Linked DNA regions of Mus musculus: region 2 is linked to region 1. Evidence: chromatin contacts called from public HiChIP or PLAC-seq data. All regions are on one chromosome and are shown on one strand. Each heading gives the region's core, a stretch centred on a gene start, on an enhancer-like site or on the middle of the called end of the contact. The rest is flanking DNA. Distances are from core to core; before and after follow the strand shown. Region 1 has its middle 17 kb from the start of Gm24612. Region 2 holds the start of Rad51d (RAD51 paralog D).

The links. HiChIP or PLAC-seq counts read pairs in DNA pulled down with a chosen protein or histone mark.
Region 2: a contact with region 1 is called in an H3K4me3 HiChIP or PLAC-seq map of embryonic basal ganglia, with 2.9 times the contacts expected there. The contact joins the promoter of Rad51d here to the enhancer-like site in region 1. A contact is called at or near these places in 10 of 39 promoter capture datasets (the 3T3-L1 cell line, cranial neural crest, embryonic stem cells and 6 more), 3 of 115 datasets of contacts at active chromatin or transcription factors (craniofacial prominence, embryonic basal ganglia and embryonic limb bud) and 3 of 9 other capture datasets (adipose tissue, liver and pancreatic islet).

Annotation. Positions count from the first base shown.
Region 1 is chr11:82,575,289-82,582,332 of GRCm38.p6, reverse strand. No RefSeq gene overlaps it. Among named protein-coding and RNA genes, the nearest start is that of Gm24612, 17 kb to the left of the region's middle. Within about 2 kb of position 2,137, at least 40 of the 459 cell types and tissues checked have an H3K27ac peak or open chromatin away from gene starts, as enhancers often do. A contact at or near this core is called in embryonic basal ganglia, where this site is marked.
Region 2 is chr11:82,886,348-82,892,921 of GRCm38.p6, reverse strand. It overlaps Rad51d (RAD51 paralog D), which reads left to right and starts at 2,298. Exons shown (of 10, transcript NM_011235.4): 1 at 2,298-2,584; 2 at 2,891-2,952; 3 at 3,112-3,230. The coding sequence starts at 2,503. Fndc8 (fibronectin type III domain containing 8) reads right to left here and starts at 777. Exons shown (of 4, transcript NM_030224.1): 1 at 522-777. The coding sequence starts at 727.

The DNA of each region.
Region 1 (7,044 bases), core at 888-3,387:
TCCCAGCTCTTCCAGGGAGCTGTCTGACTTCTGGAAATGTACCTAATGGCCTGGAAGCCTACCCTCTGCTACTCCTTCCTCATTCTCAGCCCCATGTCCTCACAGGATTATACCCTAGTTTATGTCACCCAAACCCCTCTGTATTAGTCAGGGTTCTCTAGAGTCACAGAACTTATGGATAGTCTCTAGATAGTAAAGGAATTTATTGATGACTTACAGTCGGCAGCCCAATTCCTTACAATTGTTCAGTCGCAGCTGTGAATGGAAGTCCAAGGATCTAGCAGTTACTCAGTCTCACGCAGCAAGCAGGCGAAGGAGCAGGAGCAAGAGCAAGAGCTAGACTCCCTTCTTCCAATGTCCTTATATTGTCTCCAGCAGAAGGTGTAGCCCAGATTAAAGGTGTGTTCCTTAAACTCGGAGATTCAATCTTCTGGAATCCATAGCCACTATGACTCAAGATCTTCAAACCAAGATCCAGATAAGGATCTCCAAGCCTCCAGATAAGGGTCACTGGTGAGCCTTCCAATTCTGGATTGTAGTTCATTCCAAATATAGTCAAGTTGACAACCAGGAATAGCCACTACACCCTCTATGGTATCGCTGTGCCTTGGGTACTGAGAAAACCACGCCTTCCTTGAACCGGACTGTGTCTGGTTCATCTCTTGTGTTTTCCAAGTCCAGATCTGGGGTAAGCTGGAGAGCAGAAGCACATAGTAGCTTTGAATGCAGCTCAGAAGCATCCTCCCCAGGGCCACAGCCAACACAGGGCTTTTGAGCAATGCAGCCGGGTCCGTGAACCTTAAACGGCCACTGATTTCCCAGTCTTAGTGTGAAAACGAGGACATAAGTGTCTCATTAATGCCTTTTAAATGTTCACTCTGCATTGAAAAGATCACATATTGGATTCATCAGGTTAAATAAAATATCTTTAAAAATTAATCTCACTCACTTATTTTAACTTTTCAGGATGGGGGTTGGAAATGTAAAATTGCAGATAATGTCTCTTGATTAACACCTACCAGTGAGCATTGATCTTGATCTAGCCTTCCCAGGTTCAAATCCTTGCTTTCCTATGCCAGACAGCCTGGGGCAAGCCAATTAATGGCCTCAGTTTCCCCATCTGTAAAACAAGTATAATATTAGAATCCTGTTCCCAGGCTTGTTACAAAAATTAGACCAGCTCACACTGTGGGCTTTGCAGATAGGAAGGCTAATATAAATATTAACCATAGCTTACTCTGATTAGTCACACAATTAATATTTGTTGAACAGAGCATTGAATTTCTAAATCCTAACCACCTCACCCCACCTTATTCCCGCTGTAAGCATTTATCTGTCACCCAACATTTATTCAGCAAATATTTATTGAGACACTACGGTGCACCAGGTTCTGTGATTGACACCACAGGCAAAGAAGATTTCGTCAATCAATTAATGGGTTCCACGGATCTTAGCTGAGCTCGGCTTTTGGTGCCAGGGATGACTATAATCTGGGGTCTACACAGGCTACACATTCGCCTCGGGATGGGATGTCAATCAAGGCATGTAGAGAAGACAATACTTAGCAAGAGTTTGACACTGTAGGCTGCCTGCTAGGATGGGGGACCAACAGGGTAGGTAGAAACCAGGAGCAGGGAGGAGAGGGTGCCAGGAGATGCCTTGGGCAGATCAGATGGAACTCTGGGAGAGGCTGGCCAGAAAGAAGGAAGCTGCTCCAGGGAGTGGAGAAACATCTTCCCTGTCATCCATCAGATTTGGAGCAGAGAGAGCTGGGTCATGGAAGTTAACCGGAAAAGCACGGACACATCAATATCAGTCGAGCCGGCTGATTGTTCCTAAGCAGACAAGCCAGCTGGTTGATTGAATTTTTCACTCATCGTTAGGGTGCCCAACAGAAATCTAGGAAACAGAGCCCTCCAGCCAGCAGCCCGGGCATCCCTGAGTTTAGGCTCCCAGACAGCAGTACCCCTCTAGGCCTTCCTGCCAGACTCTAACACCCAGCCTTCATGGCTGGCAGTTTAGTGCACAGCTGGTAAGTTAAAAGCAGTTTAGTGATAATTCCACCTCGCACTGAAGACTTCCAGGGACTGTTAATGAATTTAAATGCCGGGGATTTTCTCTGATGCCTCATTGCATATGCTCCTCACATTAAGATGCTAATGAGGGCTCTAGTGGATGGAGGCACTGGAGTCTGACCAGGGACGGTGGCCTGGGAAGGGTTGCTGGCTGGTCAGGGCTTTTCTAATTCCTTATCAGTGCTGGATCAGTGACCTCTCAGAGTGGGTTAACTGGCCCTAACCTCCTTAGGGTTGGGGGATGCACTCAGCTGGGACTGAGTCAATGCAGTGCCTGGAGCTGAGGCTAATGACGTCGGCAGTCTTAGTGAGCAAACAGGGGAGTTGCTGTGAGATTCCAACTAAGGCCTGGGATTCCATCCAAGAGGCTGTGCCTCACGGACCCAGATGGATTGTGGGTGAAAAAGACTTCAAGTCTGAGTTCTTGAAGACTAAACTTCCAAGAAAGCGCTGAATTCCACCAGGATAAAAGATTGCCCAAGAGGCAGGTGGCACAGAGTGACAAGGTGCGTGGACACTGGGCAACTGGCTGGGATGACAATCAGGCTGCCCTTGAGGACATCAGAAAGGGTAGTTGGCCTAGAATCCCCGTGAGGATGGGAAGATGGTGTGTGGCTTCTCTTCTTGATAAAGGCAAAAGAAAGAGACATAAGAGCCAGGCAGTGGTGGCACACGCCTTTAATCCCAGCACTTGGGAGGCAGAGGCAGGCGGATTTCTGAGTTCAAGGCCAGCCTGGTCTACAGAGAGAGTTCCAGGATAGCCAGAGCTACAGAGAGAAACCCTCTTTTGAAAAACAAAAACAGAGAGAGAGAGAGAGAGAGAGAGGGAGAGAGAGAGAGAGAGAGAGAGAGATTAAGGTTGTAGAACAAAGAAGTTGTAATGCTGATTTTTTGGGGGTGGGGTGGGGGGAAGGAGCAGGCACCCTGGTTTGAACCTTACATCTGCCACCAAGAAACTGTGGGACCTCTGGCAATGAGATACTGAATCCTTTTCTGCCTCAGTTTCCCCATTCGTTAAACAGTGATACAAATAGTTAAGTATCTGCCTTGCTTGCCCAGTTAATCCCTTGGATTAGTGATGAAAGCTGCAGGTCTTCCCCAGCCAGTTTTCTGGCTCTGCTTATGGAGAGCAATCTGAGAGGAGGTAAGCCAAAAGGTGGGCTCCATGCCTGAGAGCACTGGGGAAAGGGCTCTGATAACGCAGCTTCATTTCTGCCGACTCGCACTACACACAGTGGGGAGAATCTGCCGGCTCCCCTAGAAACCATTTTCCTGGGTTTCCTGAAAATCCACCGACAATTTCTGTAAATTTGTTTAAGGATTAAATTAATAAGTCTCTTCTCCTTGGCTGCCATCAACACATAGAACCCTGTGGTTCTCTGCTCCCACAAGCAGCTTCTGAGGCTGCATGTGGAAGAAGAGAGGCCGCTTCAGAGCCTTGCTGTACCCAGGTAAACCTGGGGGGGGGGCTCCTGAAGTGTGGATGCACTGCCCTGCTCAGCACCCACTTGTAGGAGCACTGTCGAGGGCGGCACCCTGGCTAGCAGCTGTGTGAGAGCCGATTTTTGTTCTTCCTCCTCGGATCAGGGCTCTGGATCTTCCTGTCATTCAGAAAGCTCCTTCCGTGGAGGGTTAATATCTTCCCCAGAGATGCTTTGGGAGTTCCTCCCACACTGCCAGGATTCCTCACTATCCGGGATACTTCCCAATGGCATAGGATACCTGTCATAGGGTAGAGGTAGAGGGTTCGATAGATTCTGAGACCACTCTGTTCTGGAGACCTCTGTGAATGACAACACCCTGGTAAGTTCAGGAGACAGAAAGAAGCCTGAAGGCTAACTGGCCTTTCTTGGATCCCTTAGGACTGGCAGACTCCAGAGGAACAAAGGTAGAAAGGTTATTTAAAAGTAATAGAAACCTCTTAGTTCAAAGATACCATGTCATCTTCAGTGCACCACCCCTCCATGGTGGGTGTGCATGGGGTTCAACATCTTTTGGGGTCCCACTGGTCACTTTTCTGGCCTTGGCTGTCTTGAGAGCCTCAATGTTCCCCATTTTCTTACTCAGCTCTCTCAGCCTGGCTCAGGAAACCCAGGGGCTGCAGTTTAGTGGGTCTGGCTGAAATAGGGCCGAGAAGACCCTCCTTTGCAGTCCCCTGCACAGGCTGAGAGCATACCACAGTTCTCAGGGAAGTTCATCTTCTCTGTCTTATGCCTTTTCTGCCTCCTGCCAGCAGGTGAACTTCTTGCAGAGTAATTGAAACTGGAGGAATGGCTGGCCAGATCCATCCTGAAGCTGTGTGTGCAGTCTCTGATGAAGGGCCACCAGGTTAATGCCTCACCATTCAGCATGTGGGCAGGTAGTGGCAGGGACCTCCTGTTCTCTCACCATCCCCAGCTCACACTTTGTCTGGAAAGCTGCAAAGGAGAATCTGGGAGGTTGGGGTCCAGAGCCCATCTGTCAGTTGAGCCTTGGCAACCCAGCCACTTAGCCTTTTCTAGAGAATGCTGAAAGAGGGTACAAAGGGTCAGGTCTAGCCTTCCTGCAGAAGTTTTGGGTGGGCATTCAGCCTGAGCTTACGTGCTTTCAGATACATAGAGCGGCCCACCTCCCCACTGCACAGTGGACAAGTTCTACCTGTTAAATTCTCCCTACTAAATTAAACCTGCCCTGTGATAACATCTATCCACAGCATTTCTGGCCTTTGGAGATGTGCAGATTAAAGCTCATTTGTCTTCTGTGGCTGGCCATCAAAGATTTAAGGCAGACTATTGCTTCCTCATTGAAGAACGCCTTCCCTCTGCTGTTCAGAGTTCCCCTAGTTTGTTTTCCCTGACAGACAGACATTCCCATAGACCCTGGAGTCAAAATATCTGGGTCTCTGATTGTTCTCATAGCAGCTTTATATGCTGTTAAGCATAGAAGCTCAAGTCCCTGAGACTCAGCTTCCGGGCCTGTGAAATGGGTACAGACTGGAAAATGTCACCCTTTGGGAATGGGTCCAGATGACTAGCCAGCCCAGTACGAGATACAGAGTCACATTCTTCAAGACTGATGCCCTCTCACTTCCTGATATCCAGAAAGGCTTCCCATCCCTGCTCCTGACCTTAGACAGTCCAGCTCACCTAGTCAGACTTTCCTTTGTCCTCACTGTCATTCATGAATGTAGGGTAGCATGTGTGGTCTGAACACAGCCCCCAGTGATGGCACTAAGCTTTCTGAGCTGCTGCAGTATGGTGTCTTCTTTGTCTGGCTTGGCCTTGATGGGAGGATTCTTCAAGGGTGTGATGGCACTGTGACCTCCTCCTGCTGCTCCGAGAGCCCCTGCAGTTCAGCAGGCACAAGGTATGTGGCTGCAGAGCTATTTCAAGGCTTCCTGTTTTGAGGAGGAGGTTTTAATTATCCCTAGAGACGTGACTGAATTACAGGCACCCCCCATGGGCACACAGCACGAACTGCTCATGGAACTGTACCCTGGTGAATTACATGGTCCTGTGGAAAAAGCTCAGGCTGGAGAGTGGAGTTAGAGATGCTGAGAAGTCTCAATGGCTTCCAGGCCTGCGTGCCTGGAGATTGCAAGGCTCAGTCAGTCTGCACTTGGGAAGCACAAGGATGGTAATAGGTGTGCTTTCTTTCACTAATCTTATCCCACTCACTTAGGTGGGCCATGCTGGTGGTGATCTGCTAATTTCACTGTCTGAATCCACTTCTCTTAAGCAGGTTGTTCTTTAACTTGCAGCCTTCCCATCAGAGCCCTAATGGATATCCTGCCTACTAATGTCTTAACTCCGGGTGAGCCTGCTCTATAGCAAGAACTCCACCTCCTCCCCCCTGCAGTGGAAGACTTAATGACTGTAGTCTCATCTTACGTTCAGTCCTATTTGGATCTGCTTCTCCAGCCCCATGAAGCTGAGCTGATTTTGAGACACATTGGCCTACAGAACGAAGCTTCTGGGAAGGATAAAGGGTGAGGATCAGGACTTGGGCTCTTGGGCTTGTTTCATCTTTGGCCATCCTAGGTGAGGTCCTAAGGCTACCATGGACAGCAACCAATGTAGTTCCTAGGACAAGAAGCTCTGAGAAGGATACTGAGTCTGCCCTAGCCAATGGTCTGTGTCACTGTTGCAAGGGCAAGGCTAGCTCTACCTTCCAGGTCAGCAGACCCTACAGCCAAACACAGCTCCGTGAGTGACATGAGGGTGGGGGACCTCAATAGCTACCTTGCTGGCTTGTAGAACTGGATGAAAGAAGAAACCATAGTTGCTTGAGTCAGTCAGTAGTTTTCAGGGTAGTAATGGTGCCCAAGACATCAGGAGACAGTATGGGTGGAAGCTGTGTTTGAGCGGAGGACCCTAGGAAGTGCTTTGAGAGAGTGGAGGTGGTAAGGCAGAAGATTGGTAAAGGCAGGTATGTGAGGGGTAGATTTGAGGGTATCTATGACACCCTCCATCTCCTAGGGAAGGGACCAAGTATCAGACTGATTATAGGAAGAGGGAAAGAGTGGAAACTTACCCATTGAGCTCCAGTCTCACTCTCAAATGTCTATTGGAAGCCATAGGTGCGCTATATTTGTTTGGTCTGTCTGTACAGGGGCATAGTCAGCCTGGGGCTAGAAATGGCATACAGATGGAGGCACCGGAAGCTGTGGATACACCTGCAGGTGGTTTCTGGAGCTGACAGAGGAACATGGCAGTAGTGTGCATTTCATGGGCTTCAGAGAATGGGAATTTATTGAGCACCCACTGTATACCTTCTATAGCTTCTAGAGCACAGAGATGATCAGGAAAGGGCAAGTGTATCTGTCCTTTGGAGACCTCCAAGGTAGGAAAAGCCCAGGAAATTTCCATGGCACAAGGCTGTCATGTATGGACAGTTTTGTGAGCAAGTGAGAGACATGTTTTATATTCATCATTACTATAGGGATGTTGCTATATCCATCATCACTATAGGGATGTTGCTGGTCCTTTGG
Region 2 (6,574 bases), core at 1,049-3,548, 310 kb before region 1:
CCCAAGCCCTTGGTTTCTCAAGCTGCCCTGTGACGGCATTTACCAGGCTGTACTGTATCTCCTTTATTGTCTGATGCCCCCCACCTCTGACACCACTGGCACCAGGCGTGACATTTTTTTTGGAGGCAGGGACCATGTTTCCCACCTCTGCATCCCCCAACTTGATGCTGGGTCATATTTCTCACCAGGAAGCAGAGAGTTTTGTGGTATGAAGCAGAGAAAATTCAGACTGACTTAGCAGACCAGTGAACCTCAGCTGGAAGGCAGGTGGGGCATTAAAGTGAGAGAAATGAGGGAGAGAAGACAGGGGTAGCAGAGAGTGGCAAGCAGAATAGGAAGCACCCCCTGGCTAGTCCAGGAAGGTCAGCTAGAATGGGGAACCCACATCCTCTCAAAACTGATGTGGGGCTCAGGGCGGGTGCATGGGGAACCTCCTGATATGTTCTTCCCTGAAGGACCCACCACAGTGGGCTGCAAAGCTTCTCCAGCCTTAGAAATGAGGACCCCAAATCGTGTCTTACATGACATCGGTGTTTTCTTCCTCTGAGAAGCTGGCCAAGCTGCGTCTTGACGGGAGCAGGAGGCCTTTGGTAGCCATGGACCGGTTAATAAACTTAGGATTTGGACAGGGCTTTGGCAGTTGGTCAATCACATTGATAACATTGAGGGCTTCCTTCTTCGGTACAGCCTCCTCTCCACCCCCCACTTTACAGAATACCGTCGCCATCTGGTGTGGGTGGGGCGCAGGGTTGCCACCACCCTCCAGGACAACCAGCTGGCAGGAAGCAGAGAAAAACTGAGGCAAAGGTCTCACCCTTCATTTGGGTGAGAAGGTTTGCAGTGCTCTGACTTCACAATCATCACAGAGTGTAACAATCGGGGGGCCAGCCTCCCCTTGATAGGAAGTTTGCTGTGCAGCTGGACAGACCAAACGCCTGGGTTAGGGGTGGGCTTGAGCCAAGAAAGAAACTTGATGGCCCCTTCCAGCACACATGACCCTCTCTAGGTCACGTTTGTGGTCACAACTACTCGGTCCTCTTCTGAGGACTTCAAAAGGCTTAATTGCCTGTGCCTCTTTAGAGCTGTCCAGGAAGGGGTAGCAGGCTAGTGGCACAGAGAACACCACTTGGCCTGAGCCAACCAGACTTTGAAGAGAAGGCCTTTGCCTACTGATACTTCTAAGGCTCTCTATCCTGGGATCTAAGCAGCAAATCCCACCATAGCCAGTAACGCAGGCACAGTGAAAGCTTACTGTGGGTTGTAGCTCACAGAGTAGCTGGTTTCAGGGCCAGGATTCCAAACACCTTGAAAGATTGAGAGACAATGGTGAACATGAGGAGATATTTCTAAAAATGAGCCCTGCAGCTGGATATGGACTGGAGATTCAGTTCTGTGCTTCCTATCTGTATAAATCAAAGAATAACAATCTTACTGAGCCCAAATTCCTTCAACTACAAAATACAGGCAGAAATAGAACCTCACTCGTGGGTTTTGTAAAACTGCTTTATTTCTTCCACTAGATGTGGTTAAAAAAATCAAAATAGTATTTTATATACTCAAGCATTTCCCTACTTCCATTAAAACCTCTGGAAAATGTTGGGCTAGACAAATGGCTAAGTGGTTAAGAGCACTGACTGCTCTCCCAGAAGACCAGTACCCACATGGTGGCTCTTAACCATCTGTAACTCCAGTCCAAGGGATCTGACCCTCTCTCTGGCTGCCTTGGGTACCAGGCATGCCAGGATTGCATAGACATCCATGCAGGCAAAACATCTATATACGTAAGATAGAACTTGATAAATTTGGAAAATATAGGGACACAGGTACTCTCTGTGAACTTCGCTGGATCTCAGCTTGATCATACAATCTGTAATGATCTGAATTGATCCACTTTCATTGTCTTCCTAACAAGAATGCTACTAGAAGTCAGGGATGCTTCACTCTGTAAATATTGAGTTAGGTAGAGTGAGTGTCCCCTAGCTTTGCAAATAGAGGCTGGTATACACAAGAGACTCGTTGGAAGACTCGCTGGACACACAAAATGTGTGTGTGTGTGTGTGTGTGTGTGTGTGTGTGTGTGTGTGTGTGTGTGTGTGTGTGTGTGTGTGTGTGTGTGTGTGTGTGTCGGTGTGTGTGCTTGTGTCTCTGTGCATGTATGTAAGCTCTAGGTGTGCTTGCAGGTGGCTGGCGCGAGTCGCAAAGCCTCTGTGTTTGCCCTCATGGTCAGCAGATGGCGCTGCAGGCCTGGCCTACAAAAGACGCTCCAGTCCCGGAACCCGGAAGCGTCGGCCGGAGGGGGCGGGCCTAGGGCGCCTAGAGTCTTGCGAGTTGGGAAGGGTTAGTGTCCCTCACCTCGACTTGCATCCTCTTCCCGCCCCTTCGTCCCGCGCTGGCACGCCAGGACCTTTTCCCTAAGTAGAACTGAGGAATGCCCAGAGTGGGGGACTCGGCGAGCGCCCAAGTGACAGAGAGCCCCCAGGGCATCCTGGGTTTGTAGGGACTATGGGCATGCTCAGGGCAGGGCTGTGCCCGGGCCTCACCGAGGAGACCGTCCAGCTTCTCAGAGGCCGAAAGATAAAAACAGGTGACCTCATGGGCACTACCCCGGGGGTCGGCACCGTGGTCGTGGTACACATACGGGGCCTTTTGCTCTAACAGGATGGCCGCACTCTTCCTCTGACTTTCTGAGGAAGCTGGGTTCGCAGGAGCCGAGGCAGAGGATTTTACTGAGTGCTGGGCCCTTTGCGGGGTCGGTCCTGCATCAGGGCCTGCGTGCTCGAGATAGGTAGTAGAATAAGACCTTAATCCCGTTTGACAACAGAGCAAAAGGCAAATGTGGCAAGGCTAAGCCATTCCTGCTGCCAATCACCTGCACCTGCTCTCTTTCCAGTGGCAGACCTGGCAGCTGCTGACTTGGAGGAAGTAGCCCAGAAGTGTGGCTTGTCCTACAAGGTGAGCTCGCGATCTGCAAGCTCCATTCCAACCCCTCTTCCAGCTGCGCCCCCACGCTGCAGGATCAGAGTTCCTTGGGATAGATGGGGGGGGGGGGGGGCGCTGCTCTGAGGGGGCAATCTGGCGGGCCTGGAGCCTGAGTGTCCGCCCTATTGGCAGGCCCTCGTTGCCCTGAGGAGGGTGTTGCTGGCGCAGTTCTCGGCTTTCCCCTTAAATGGCGCAGATCTCTATGAGGAACTGAAGACTTCCACGGCCATCCTGTCCACCGGCATCGGAAGGTTTGTATGCGAACCTGGACAAGGTGAAAGCAGAGACTGAGGCTTCAGAGGACGGGGCTGGTGAGGGCAGTCCAGAGCGGTAGAGGAACTGCAGGCGTGTGGACTCCTGAGTGTTTTTCCCTAGAGTAAAACTGTAGGGTTTCTTAGCCTCAACACAATTGATGGGGGGGGGGGGGGGGGAGGCAAGTCGTTATTTCCTGAGATAGAGATATCCTGTGCGTTGAGAGTCGTTTAACAGCATCCCTGGTCCTTCTCTACCCACCAGATGCCAAGATGCCCCCAGTTTTAATAATCAAAAAATGACTCAGTATCTCCAACAAGCTAACTTTTCCCAGTGAAGAGCCACTGTCCTATAACATAAGATGTCGTTAATACCCCCATTGTTTAGTAGAGTCCACCATACGTCAAAATAAAGCAAGTAGCAAGTGAGACCCGGGGAAGGATTGGGGTCCCGGGAGTCTGCACTTTTGCGCTGACATAGGCCAGTGGTTTTCAACCTTCCCAGTGCTGTGACCCTATAATACAATTCCTCCTGTTGTGATGACCCCCCCCAACCATAAAATTACTGCTTTGCTACTTCATAACTGTAATTTTGCTACTGTTGTAAATCATAGTGTAAATCTCTAAAAGCAATATAGTCGGATCTGCCACCCCTGTGAAAGGGTTGTGCAGTCGTCGGAGGGCTTGTGTTGTGACCCCTGGTTGAGAACTGCTGCCCGAGGTTATGGATGTTAGAAGTTATTGACCTCCCTTGTGGTTAGCCTAAGAAAGGGGCCAGCAGAGGTGAGCCCGGGGTTATCTGATCCAGAACCTGTTGTCTCTGCCATCTGAGGCAGCAGAGGGGAACGGGCATACTCCAAAAAGAGCAGTTACATTGTGCCCTGTTGTTCGGGTTGGGAAAGAATTGGAAGACAGCTAGCATTTTCTGGCCAAGCGAGTCTGACCTCTCTCCCGGCCTATTTGTGCGGAGCTTGATGAATAACACGGCCATCACAGAGGTCTTTGGATCGGTCTGGCCCTTGCTGTTTCCATAACACATTCTCTTGGCAAGGTCCGCACAGTCTGGTGCTTGCTCTCGCTGGTTGGGGGTCTGTGTTTGTAATCCATCAAACATTGGCTGAGTGCCTACTGGGTGCCAGACACATGCAGATGCTCTCTGGAGGAGTGGGGCTCAGGATTTTAACTTAATTCCAGCTGACTGTTCCGAGGTATACTTGGAGGTGAGAGGCCACTGTGAAAGCATTTGTAGGCTATGGGGCATAGCTGTGCAGGACAGACGGGCCAGCCAGCCAGGAGAGGCCAAACAGGGATCTTGTGTTGCTGGTTTGGGTTGTGTAAGTCTGAACCAGGGTTTGTGACCACGGAAGACATGTTGAAGGAGAGATGTGAGAAGAGAGACTTACTGTGAGATCAGGTGTAAATTTGAAGAGTCAAAGGTGGTGGTTTGCTGGGCTGAAGAGTTGGCCTAGTGGTTAAGAGCACTGACTGCCCTTCCAGAGGTCCTGAGTTCAATTCCCAGCAACCACATGGTGGCTCACAACCATCTGTAATGAGATCTGATGCCCTCTTCTGGTGTGTCTGAAGACAGCAACAGTGTACTCATATACCTACGTAAAAATCTTAAGGAAAAAAAGATGGTTTTAGATTTCCCTCCAGTGTGCTGTGCCTACCTAGTGGATGTAACTTTGAAACCGGGAAGGTAAGGCTATAGGCAAGGTTAGTGAAACTTGTGATTAGCATGCATTAAACCTGTTAAACAGGGTCCTTTGCTGTGGGCCTTCTTGGCGTGCTGAGGTGCAGCGTAAATCTTTGCAGGGCAGACACCGCTGTAGATGGAGGGATCAGTTATGCCTTGCAAGCCAGAGCTTTTGTTGTCGGTTATCTCTGTTGGAAGAAGGTTTGCAGGAAACATGAGGCAAGGTGTCTGTATGAGTGACTGAATACAGAATAACTGATGGGAGGTTCCATGGGAAAGGTGGGGAGAAATCCCAGAAACCTCTGCCCCCTAGGCAGTCCTGGTTGGAGTCCTTCTGCATATTGATATGCTCAGAGGTAACAGGGGGTGTCCTGGCCGTGGTAGGGAGCCCTGCTCCAGAAGCAGTAGGAGGAGTCAGGGATGGAAATGCAAATGAAAGTTGTTTGGGAGGCAGATTATGGAGGTGGGGCCTCGGAATGTGGTTGTTTTTTTTTTTCCTTTTCCTTTTCCTTTTCCTTTTCTCTCTCTCTCTCTCTCTCTCTCTCTCTCTCTCTCTCTTTCTTTTTTAAAGCCGGGCATGATGGGGCATGCCTTTAGTCCCAGCACTCCGGAGGCAGAGGAAGGTAGATTTCTGTGAGTTCAAGGCCTAACTAGGAACCAAACTGAAGTCTTCAAGAGTAGAAAGTAAAGCCGGGTGTGGTGGCACACGCCTTTAATCCCAGCACTCGGGAGGCAGAGGCAGGTGGATTTCTGAGTTCGAGGCTAGCCTGGTCTACAGAGTGAGTTCCAGGACAGCCAGGGCTATACAGAGAAACACTGTCTTGAAAAAACCAAGTTAAAAAAAAAAAAAAAAAAGAGTAGAAAGTAGCCTTAGCTGCTGAGCAGTCTCCAGCAGCCCCCCCCCCCCCAGTGGGTTCTCTGTTTGTTTTTGTTTTTTAAAGGCAGGGTATCTCTGTGTAGTCCTGGCTGTCCTGGAACTCACTTTGTAGACCAAGCTGGCCTCAAGCTTAAAGAGATCCACCTGCCTCTGCCTCCTGAGTGCTGGGATTAAAGGCGTGCGCCACCATAACCTATCATGTGATGGGGTCTTAACTGGAGTCAAAACCAGCGATTCACTTTTCCTATGACCATCTGCTAAGTGTAAAAAAAGAAATACTCACTCTTGGGTCCTGCTGATAGAACTTTTTTTTTTAATGTTATTTATGTATACATTGTTCTGCCTGCATGTATGCCTGCAAGCCAGAAGAGGGCACCAGATCTCATTATAGATGACTGTGAGCTACCATGTGGTTGCTGGGAATGAACTCAGGACCTTTGGAAGAGCAGCCAGTACTCTTAACTCCTGAGCCATCTCTCCAGCCCCTGATAGAACTTTTATTTAATCAATCAAGGACAATGTTTCTCAAATTTGTCTGCAGATTGGAATCACCAAGGAAGGAATACAAACAGCCTCTTGATAGTTTTTGATGCTCCTGGTGACTCCAGACAATTGCTGATAGAGGGTACTTTTAAAAAACAAACGCCCCTGGAAGCTGGGTGCATGGAGTGTGTGCCTAGTTCCAGTTGCTAAGATAGGAAGATCATCTGATGCCAGGAATTCAAGGTTAGCTTGAGTTAAGACCCCATGTCACAAAAAAAAAAAGAAAAG